Linked DNA regions of Sus scrofa: region 2 is linked to region 1. Evidence: chromatin contacts called from public HiChIP or PLAC-seq data. All regions are on one chromosome and are shown on one strand. Each heading gives the region's core, a stretch centred on a gene start, on an enhancer-like site or on the middle of the called end of the contact. The rest is flanking DNA. Distances are from core to core; before and after follow the strand shown.

Evidence for each region. HiChIP or PLAC-seq counts read pairs in DNA pulled down with a chosen protein or histone mark.
Region 2: a contact with region 1 is called in an H3K27ac HiChIP or PLAC-seq map of alveolar macrophages. The contact joins two enhancer-like sites. A contact is called at or near these places in 6 of 47 Hi-C or Micro-C datasets (alveolar macrophages, heart right ventricle, liver and 3 more) and 2 of 2 datasets of contacts at active chromatin or transcription factors (alveolar macrophages and skeletal muscle).

The regions. Positions count from the first base shown.
Region 1 is chr5:93,182,520-93,186,560 of Sscrofa11.1, forward strand. All of the region lies in intron 9 of POC1B (POC1 centriolar protein homolog B), which reads left to right. Among named protein-coding and RNA genes, the nearest start is that of GALNT4, 52 kb to the left of the region's middle. Within about 2 kb of position 1,687, at least 18 of the 83 cell types and tissues checked have an H3K27ac peak or open chromatin away from gene starts, as enhancers often do. A contact at or near this core is called in alveolar macrophages and liver, where this site is marked.
Region 2 is chr5:93,252,857-93,256,897 of Sscrofa11.1, forward strand. LOC110260801 (a long non-coding RNA gene) reads right to left here. Exons shown (of 2, transcript XR_002344271.1): 2 at 1-2,451. Among named protein-coding and RNA genes, the nearest start is that of DUSP6, 48 kb to the right of the region's middle. Within about 2 kb of position 1,930, at least 38 of the 83 cell types and tissues checked have an H3K27ac peak or open chromatin away from gene starts, as enhancers often do. A contact at or near this core is called in alveolar macrophages and liver, where this site is marked.

The DNA.
Region 1 (4,041 bases), core at 437-2,936:
GTCTTTGCAAGGCTCCTGGCCCGGGCACTCCATCTTAATCAACACCTAAGAGCAGGTTCTTTCTTGTGGGAAAGACGCCCACTTTCCAAACAAAGTGTCTTAACCCTGCCTGGATTGTGCATGGGAGCGTCACCTGTTCACGCGGACTTTGTCTTCTTCAGACCGTCACAAGCTACACTGCACAGTCCAGCCCCCAGACAACACCCAGCTTTCCTTCCTTCCGGAGGAGCTAACTTAGTGTGTGTGTCTGTCACTTTTCTCCCAGCAGTGCCCTACTGTTCTGCATATTTTGGTGGGAGGCCATAGAGCCATTCTAAGGGATAGTGGTAGATCTTGATGATGGAAAGGCATTAAAATAGCTCTTCCAGGAGAATTGCAGAATATTGTAAGAAGGGGTTATGGTTAGTTAAAAAGCTTTTGTTAATAAAGTAATTGTTTTGATGGCTCCTAATTTTATAATGGCTACTTGAGATTACCTTAGTCTGTAAATTGCATGGGAAATTCTGTACAATATTCAGCAAGAAGGAAAACTCCCTTTAACATAACCAAATAGTTATTATATAAACAATAATAATTTGTAGTAGTCAGGGCATGGTTCATGGTTAAAAACTATAAGCGATCCATTTGAGTCTTGGACTCTGAGATTGAGCTTTTATCTCAACCTTCTATAAAGGTGAAAACATAATTTATGATAAAAATAACCACTCTTCTACCAATTTTGTGTTTTAGTTCTAGCAGTGGTATATGTCTATATTGTTTTGGGCCTTAGAAATGTTCTTTAGAGATTACATTATCATAATAATAGCAGTAATAATAATCTAACATATGCATCATTATTCTAATTGCCTTACATAAACTGTCATTAAATCATCCTAAAAACTCTGTCACATAAGTACCATTTTCATCCCATGAGAAACTGAGGCGCATGTGAGTTAAATCTTAAAGTGGCGGTATGAGAATTTCAACCCATTCACTCTGGTTCTCTTCTGTACCTTCAACGATCTTGATGCAGTGCCTCATTAGAATCAAAATTTAATTTCATCTTGTTAGCAGATAATACGTGTTGGACCCTGTACTAGCTTTAGAGCATGCCGCAGTGCGCAAGATGGGCATGGTTCTTGTCCTTCAGCATTTGTTAGGAGCAGGGTTTGAGCTCATGGACGCCTCGACGTGATGGACACTCCAGAACCTCAGAGCGGGGTGGCATCTGTGAGGTCATGTACCCCCACCCTCCCTTGCCTGAATGCATGAATCTCTTGCTGGGTGACGGAGAACTCAGCTCCCCATAAGGCAGCCTCCTCTGTTTCAAGGCCCCTGTAGTTATGGAAGGGTTCTTTCCTTTAATCAAAATGGAGAGCTAGAAGGTCCTATTCATATTCTCGGAGGTCAGCCTGCAGAGAACTTTAGTGCACGTGTCACTACCTCAGCACCTGCTCATTATGGAGAAGACCGTACGCTTTTACTTAGTAGTAATTTCCTGCTTCATCTTAACGCACGTGGCAGCAGCTGCCACAATTCGGCAAGATATCGAAGCTCAAGGATTTCTCTATGAGAGATGCTGACCATTTCCATGTGACTTAGATTCTTTTGGAGCAGCTGCCGTTTCAGATGGCAAAACCAGATTCTCTTTCTCATTGGGAAACCCTTTCATGTCTACACTAGGTGGCAGTAGAGAAAAGAGAATAACAAGCCTCTGGCCATCTAGCTCAAGATTCAAAGGAAAAGTGAGTCGGCCTCAGGTTTCACCTTTGCCTCAACTCTGGATTCAGAGCTGATAGGAAGGTGGCTGTGCGTTCAGCTCAAGGAGCAGCCAGAAACATAAGTGCTGGCAGGCTGGGCAGATAGTCCTGCATGGTTCTGATTCCTTCTTTTACTGCAGGGTGGCAATTATTGGGTGTGTACATCTCTCCCTCGTACACAACTGGCTGGATAAATATAAGAAACGCTTAATATTTCCAAAGCTAGAGCTCTACTCATCAAACTTGATAAGTGCTATCTATCTACCTGTTTGTTTGTTTTGCTTTTGGGGGCTATACTCACAGCATATGGAGGTTCCCAGGCTAGGGGTTGAACTGGAGCCACAGCTGCCAGCCTACACCACAGCCACAGCAATGCAGGATTCGAGCCACGTCTGCAACCTACACCCCAGCTTGAGGCAACGCCGGATCCTTAACCCACTGAGCGAGGCCAGGGATCGAACCCTCATCCTCATAGATCCTAGTCGGATTCATTATAGCTGAGCCACAGGGGAACTCCTGATAAGTGCTGTTTAAATCATTCCACTCCTCTTACCATCAGCTCAGCCCTTCTTACCACAGTCCCTGACTGTTGCAGTGTTGTCCTCACTGTTCTCCCTGCTTTATTCTTGACACCCTGCTTGCCCCTGTCAGAGTAATCTTCTTAGAGCACATTCGCGCCTCCAGTGTTTCTGGGCCTTCCCACGTTCCGTCACCCCCACGATTTGACCCTCGCCAACCACTCTTGCTGCTGCCCAGTGCACAAGTATCGTGTCCGCGTTCTGCCTCTATGCCCCGAGCTGCACGTACCCTCATCTCTGTCTCTCTCTTTGTTTTCTAAACCTTTTTAAAAGGAACTCTCTCAGGCTCCGTTTCCTCCATGGGAAGCCTTTCTCACCAAGTGTTCAGTCAACAGTTTCTCCTTTGAGGTTCACCAGGGCACTTGCTTTTGGCACCATTTATTTGATACCAAGTTCCACTCCTTAAGCTGCCCTTGTTTACGTCTTTGTATTCATAATGTTCAATAAATAATTAGTGATCATGTGATTTCTTTCTTTCTCTCTCTCTCTTTTTTTTTTTTTTCTCTCTGAATTCTGAAATAACCACCCTCAGAGTCAGTGGCTACCCTAGTTGGTTATTCCCTTGCTTTTCTTTTTAATTTTACTATAAATGTTTAAATCAGTGATTAGATATTTTTTCATTTTGGATAATTTTAAACTTTATTTGAAAAAATTTTTTTTCCTTCTGTTTTTAGAGCCGCACCCATGGCATATGGAGGTTCCCAGGCTAGGGGTCTATTTGGAGCTGTAGCTGCCAGCCTACACCAGAGCCACAGTAACGCAGGATCTGAGCCGCATCTGCGACCTACACCACAGCTCACAGCAACGCCGGATCCTTAACCCTCTGAGCAAGGTCAGGGATTGAACCCACAACCTCATGGTTCCAAGTCGGATTCATTTCCACTGTGCCACGATGGGAATTCCCTTAAACTTTATATAAATAGAATCATACTGCATATATTTTTCTATAGCCTGCTTTTTCACTTAACACTAAAATCCTGAGATTCATATGAATTTCATTCATTTTCACTGCTGTATAGGATCCCAGTGAATTTACTACAGTAGTAATTCTCGTGATTTGTGAATCTCTTCTACTCTTGATGAACATTTAGGGATTTCTGACTGTGATTTGTGTTCATTTTTGCCATTACAAACTTTGTTGCTATAAACAGTGTCAGCATCACTAAGCTTTTTAGCTTTTGCAATCTAATGGGTATTAAGTAGCATTTTGCTTTAATCTTTCCTTTTCTAATTACTGCTAATGTTTCTGAAAATCTCTCCATAGTCTAGATAACTCTTAGATTATAATTTTTACTTGGGATTGCCATTCTTTGCACGTTGATTAGTAGGTTTTTCTTATATATATTGTAGCTATTTGTCCTTTTTCAGTTTTAGACGTAGAATCTCTTCCTGTTCCATTATCTGATTGTTAACTTTGTGGTTTCCATTGTTAAACAGAAATCCTTAATTTTAATGTAATCAGATGGATCAATTTTTTTTTTTTTTTTGCCTTATGGTTTTCCTTTTCGAAGCTTTTGTTTAAGACGTCTTTCTCTACCCTAAGCCAGAAAGATATTTTCCTACATTTACTCCCATAAATTTTACAGTTTTAAATAACTTCTAGGTATCTAATTTATCTGCTGTCCATCTTTGTATGTAATATTAGGCAGGGATCATTTATTGAACTAGTTTTCTCAGGTAAAAATCATCTTTCCTCTTCTGACTTGTGACATCGCTTTTCTTTT
Region 2 (4,041 bases), core at 680-3,179, 71 kb after region 1:
TAGCGACTCTTGAATAGCAGCTCAATATGTATTTTTTATGTAGCTTTGTGTTGACAGGAGATAGATAAGTCCGGCTGGAGGTATGGGAAATGCTTCCCTTTCATCTCATTCTTTGAACAGCAGCTTCTAAGATCTATCACTAAGAAAACTAGTCATCTGTCTGTTCTTCTACCTCTGTTCATTTCAGTGACTCAAAACCAGAATCTCGCAGGGTGAGAACAGCACCCATCCATTTAAAAATATGTAATTGCAAAATGATTTTGTGTTAGCAAGATATTACATGGAAAAACTTTTGAAAAGAGACAAAAATTGGCATGTATCACATTCCGATGAGACATTTCTCTGCCTTGCTCGAGAAACCACTACTGTTTGTCCAAGATATTCCCGGAGTGGGGGTCGGGTGAGGGAGAAGAGAGGATGATACGTCTGGGTGGGATGAGGACTTGTGACGCTCGTGCTGGTGAGACCCGGGGACCCTTCCAAGACTGGGGCAAAGGGCTTCCCGTTGAGTTGACTTCAGGATTCTTTGGCATCTCCTAATTCAAATGAAACACGATAGCTACCTTTGGCTGTTTCCTCTGCTTAATCCCCCAAGGAAATCCCTTTGCTTTTCAGAGATAAAAAGTGAGTAGAACAAAGAGAAAGTCAGGGTAAGCACAGGGGCCTTTTGCTATAGAATTTCACTGAAGCCTTTCCAAGCCCTGAGGATAGAACCCAAGGGCTATCCTGTTATTCCTACACCTGGATTGAATATCAAGGTCTGTGAGAAGATGAATCATTTAGAAACCTGGTGTCCTCGTAGGGCGCTGTTGCTTTAAAAAAAAAAAAAAAAAAACCTCTAATAACTGTGTCAAAGGCAAAAAAAAATCACATAAAAAGTTCAACGTTGTTACATCCTCTTTCTGTACCGGTTTCAGGCAGCGAGAGTCAGAACTGCTGAGAGTGCGAAGACCTGCAGCGCCTGGTGTCGTGGGTCGTTCTCTCTCTGAAGGGGAGACATGAAAGGGGCAACATTTAGGCTGAGAAGAGAACAAACGGCTGGAGGTGGCAATTCGAGCGCAAGGGAACACCCGTCGAAGACGCTCGTGATTTTCATTTTCGTTTTGTCCTTAAACTGAACGATGGAGGCAAAAGACACAGGACTTGATTTCGAACCGTAACGATCAGCGATCGGGGGAAACACACATGAAAGAGAAAAAAATTGGCATGTTTCACATTCCGATGAGACACTTCGGGACCTCACAGGATCCGATTCAGTTGTTTCCCATAGAGCACGTGCTTAACTCAGGAGCGCAGGTCAAAGCTCAGGTCACACCCGAGGGTGTTTCAGAATCCGCAGGGGGAAGTAATGATGGCCTCGGTGTAAAAAACTAGAGATGCTAAAAAGCCTAGATTGTATGTATTCACCATTAATATAAGTATTTGATGTTTTAGACGGCTTGTACTATTCCAGCTGCTGCATGACCAAAAGGTCCTATAAGCAGCTTTTCCTACTCCCACCTCCCGTCTCACCCCATACATCCCTTTTCCAGTGTTGCTCAAGCTGGCTGCTGGTTTAGCCAGAGCTGCAGACTGACATTGAGCAGATGTGTTTTGTCTGGCCTCTAGAGTATTTTGCTTTTCAAATTAGGTGTCCCTGTTTTAAAAGCTAATAATTTCACATGAAAATCCAGATTTCTGGCTGCCGTTGAAAAACGAAGCACGGGTACACATTCTGTGTTGTATCTTACATTATTGCATATCAGGCACCCAGTTTCACACGGTGGTAACTTCCAGTTCACTCTTCTGCTTGTCTTTGCGGTCTAGACCCACTGTGTTGAGTCAGTATCTGAACAGCATGGCTTGCGTGTCTCAAAGACACGGCTCTTGTGATCACGAAGCCTTGGAAGTGGTGGAACTCAGGAAACACATTTCTCGATTTTGAGGAAGCAGAAATACAGTGATGGATTCGTGCCAGGACCCGGGCTCCAAGCACCGTCTCTTTACACCAAAGCCAGCCCCCTTCCTGCTGCTCCATGCTACCTCCTTGGTTTATGTTTTATTTCGAAATAATAGATTTCAAAAACCATAGAGCTTTAAACTAATCATGTTAAGTCAAAAAAAGTCCCACAGTACAATATGATTATAAGTGTTAAAAGGGTGCTGAGCAGCCGCATTGGGGGAATTTTTTTTTTTTTCCTCTTTCCAAACTTTCTTCATGATTATCTATTAACTTTTACAAGGAAATAAAACTCTTATTTTTCAACGTTCCGGGGACACTGAAGCAGCCGCTTTGCCTGGTCACGACCGTCCCACCTCCCGTTGCCAGAAACTCACTTCCTTGTTTCCCTCGTAGCTCAGCTGGCCTTGTGCCTCCACCCCGACTAATGAGACGGAAAGGGAAGTCGGCTGGTGGCTCCACGTTTTCAGAACTTTCAGTCTTCAACAGTTATGTGAAAATGCCAAGCAGAACTGTGGAGGAAGAATTACAGATGCTAACCTTGAGTGGAAAAAAACAAAAACAAAAGCATACATCTTTTATGCAGCTTTAGATAACTGCAGCCAACACTACCCTAGGGTTTATGCAACTGGTAGGTTTTCTATTACTTGCAGCCAAAAGAGCAGTACACATAAGGATATTTACATTTTCCTTCAGCTGCTTATTTTCCAAATACTAGCTAAGGAAATTGAAATAAGAGCCAATACGTTTGATTATCTCACCCGATGGAGTGGAGCGGTCAGGCGGCCAACAGAAGACCTCAACACAAAAGCCTACAGATGGTCCCTCATTTTAGTTCATTTTTCACAAGTTTGGTTCTAACATTCCTTGGGAGCCAGGGGACTGATTAGGTAGAGAGCTCTTTATTCTGGTCATTTTTACAAAGGAAACAAGCTACGTGTTTGATTTCCTAAAAACATTCTACTTATGCTGAAGATGCGGAATACACACTCAGGATGCACTGTATTTGTGAAGCTGGCTGTTAGGGGCGAGGAGGTACGACTATGAACTTTAGAAAGACGATGGGGGGGGGAGCCAGGGGGAGCAAGGCAGAGACACTGCAGCAACTGGGGGCCCTTTCAGAAAGGGAATTTAAGTGTTGGCAGAAGGTTAGCCTGAAGAAGCCTTGTAAAACCTGAGAGCTCTTAGATTCTTGTGGGCTCAAGGATGAGAGATGTATTTGTTTCAGGTAATGCAGGGCGTATGTGAAAATAAAGGAAGTGAGCAGCTCAATGACGATTCCAGGTGGAGGTTAGCTTAGAAGAGGTTACTCATCACTTGGCGAGGACGCTGTAGTTTGGAAGAGAGGAGGGGAGGTTCAGGACCCTCTCCTACGCTAAGGCTCTGAGATCCCACGGCCTCTACCTGCTGAGCTGTTCCAGGCAGAAGTTCAGGGAACAGAGGAGACTCCCATCTAAGACAGCCTTGATGAGTTTCGAACCTTAAGAAACTTTCTCCGAGGCAGATATTTGACAAGCAGTGGGCTTTAAGAGCTCACCTGTGTCCCACAGGGATGCAATTTAAACGCAATTCATCCCTTGGGTTGACTGAAAAGATACCACGTACTTGATGGTGAGCAGAAGGCCTGTTTCTCACCTCTGGTCACTATTTTGAATCGAGGCATTGAAGCCCTTGTATTAAAGATGTGTGTGTGTCGGGGTTCTCTGGTGGTGTGGTGGGTTAAGGATCTGGCACTGTCACTGCTATGGCTTGGGTCACTGCTGTGGCCCAGGTACAATCCCTGGCTGGGGAACTTTGGCATGCCACAGTTTTGGCCAAAAAAAAAAAAAAAAAAAAAAAAAGGGTGTGTGTGTGAATGGAATAGTATTCAGTCATAAAAAAGAATGAACTAATGCCATTCGTAGTGACATGGATGGACCTAGAGATCATCATATTAAGTGACATCAGTCAGACAAAGACAAATACATATCACTTATGTGTAGAATCTAAAAAAAGGATACAAATGAACTTATTTACAAGTCAGAAACAGACGCACAGACATAGAGAACGAACTTATGGTTACTGAAGGGGGAAGGTAGGGATAAATTAGGAATTTGGGATGA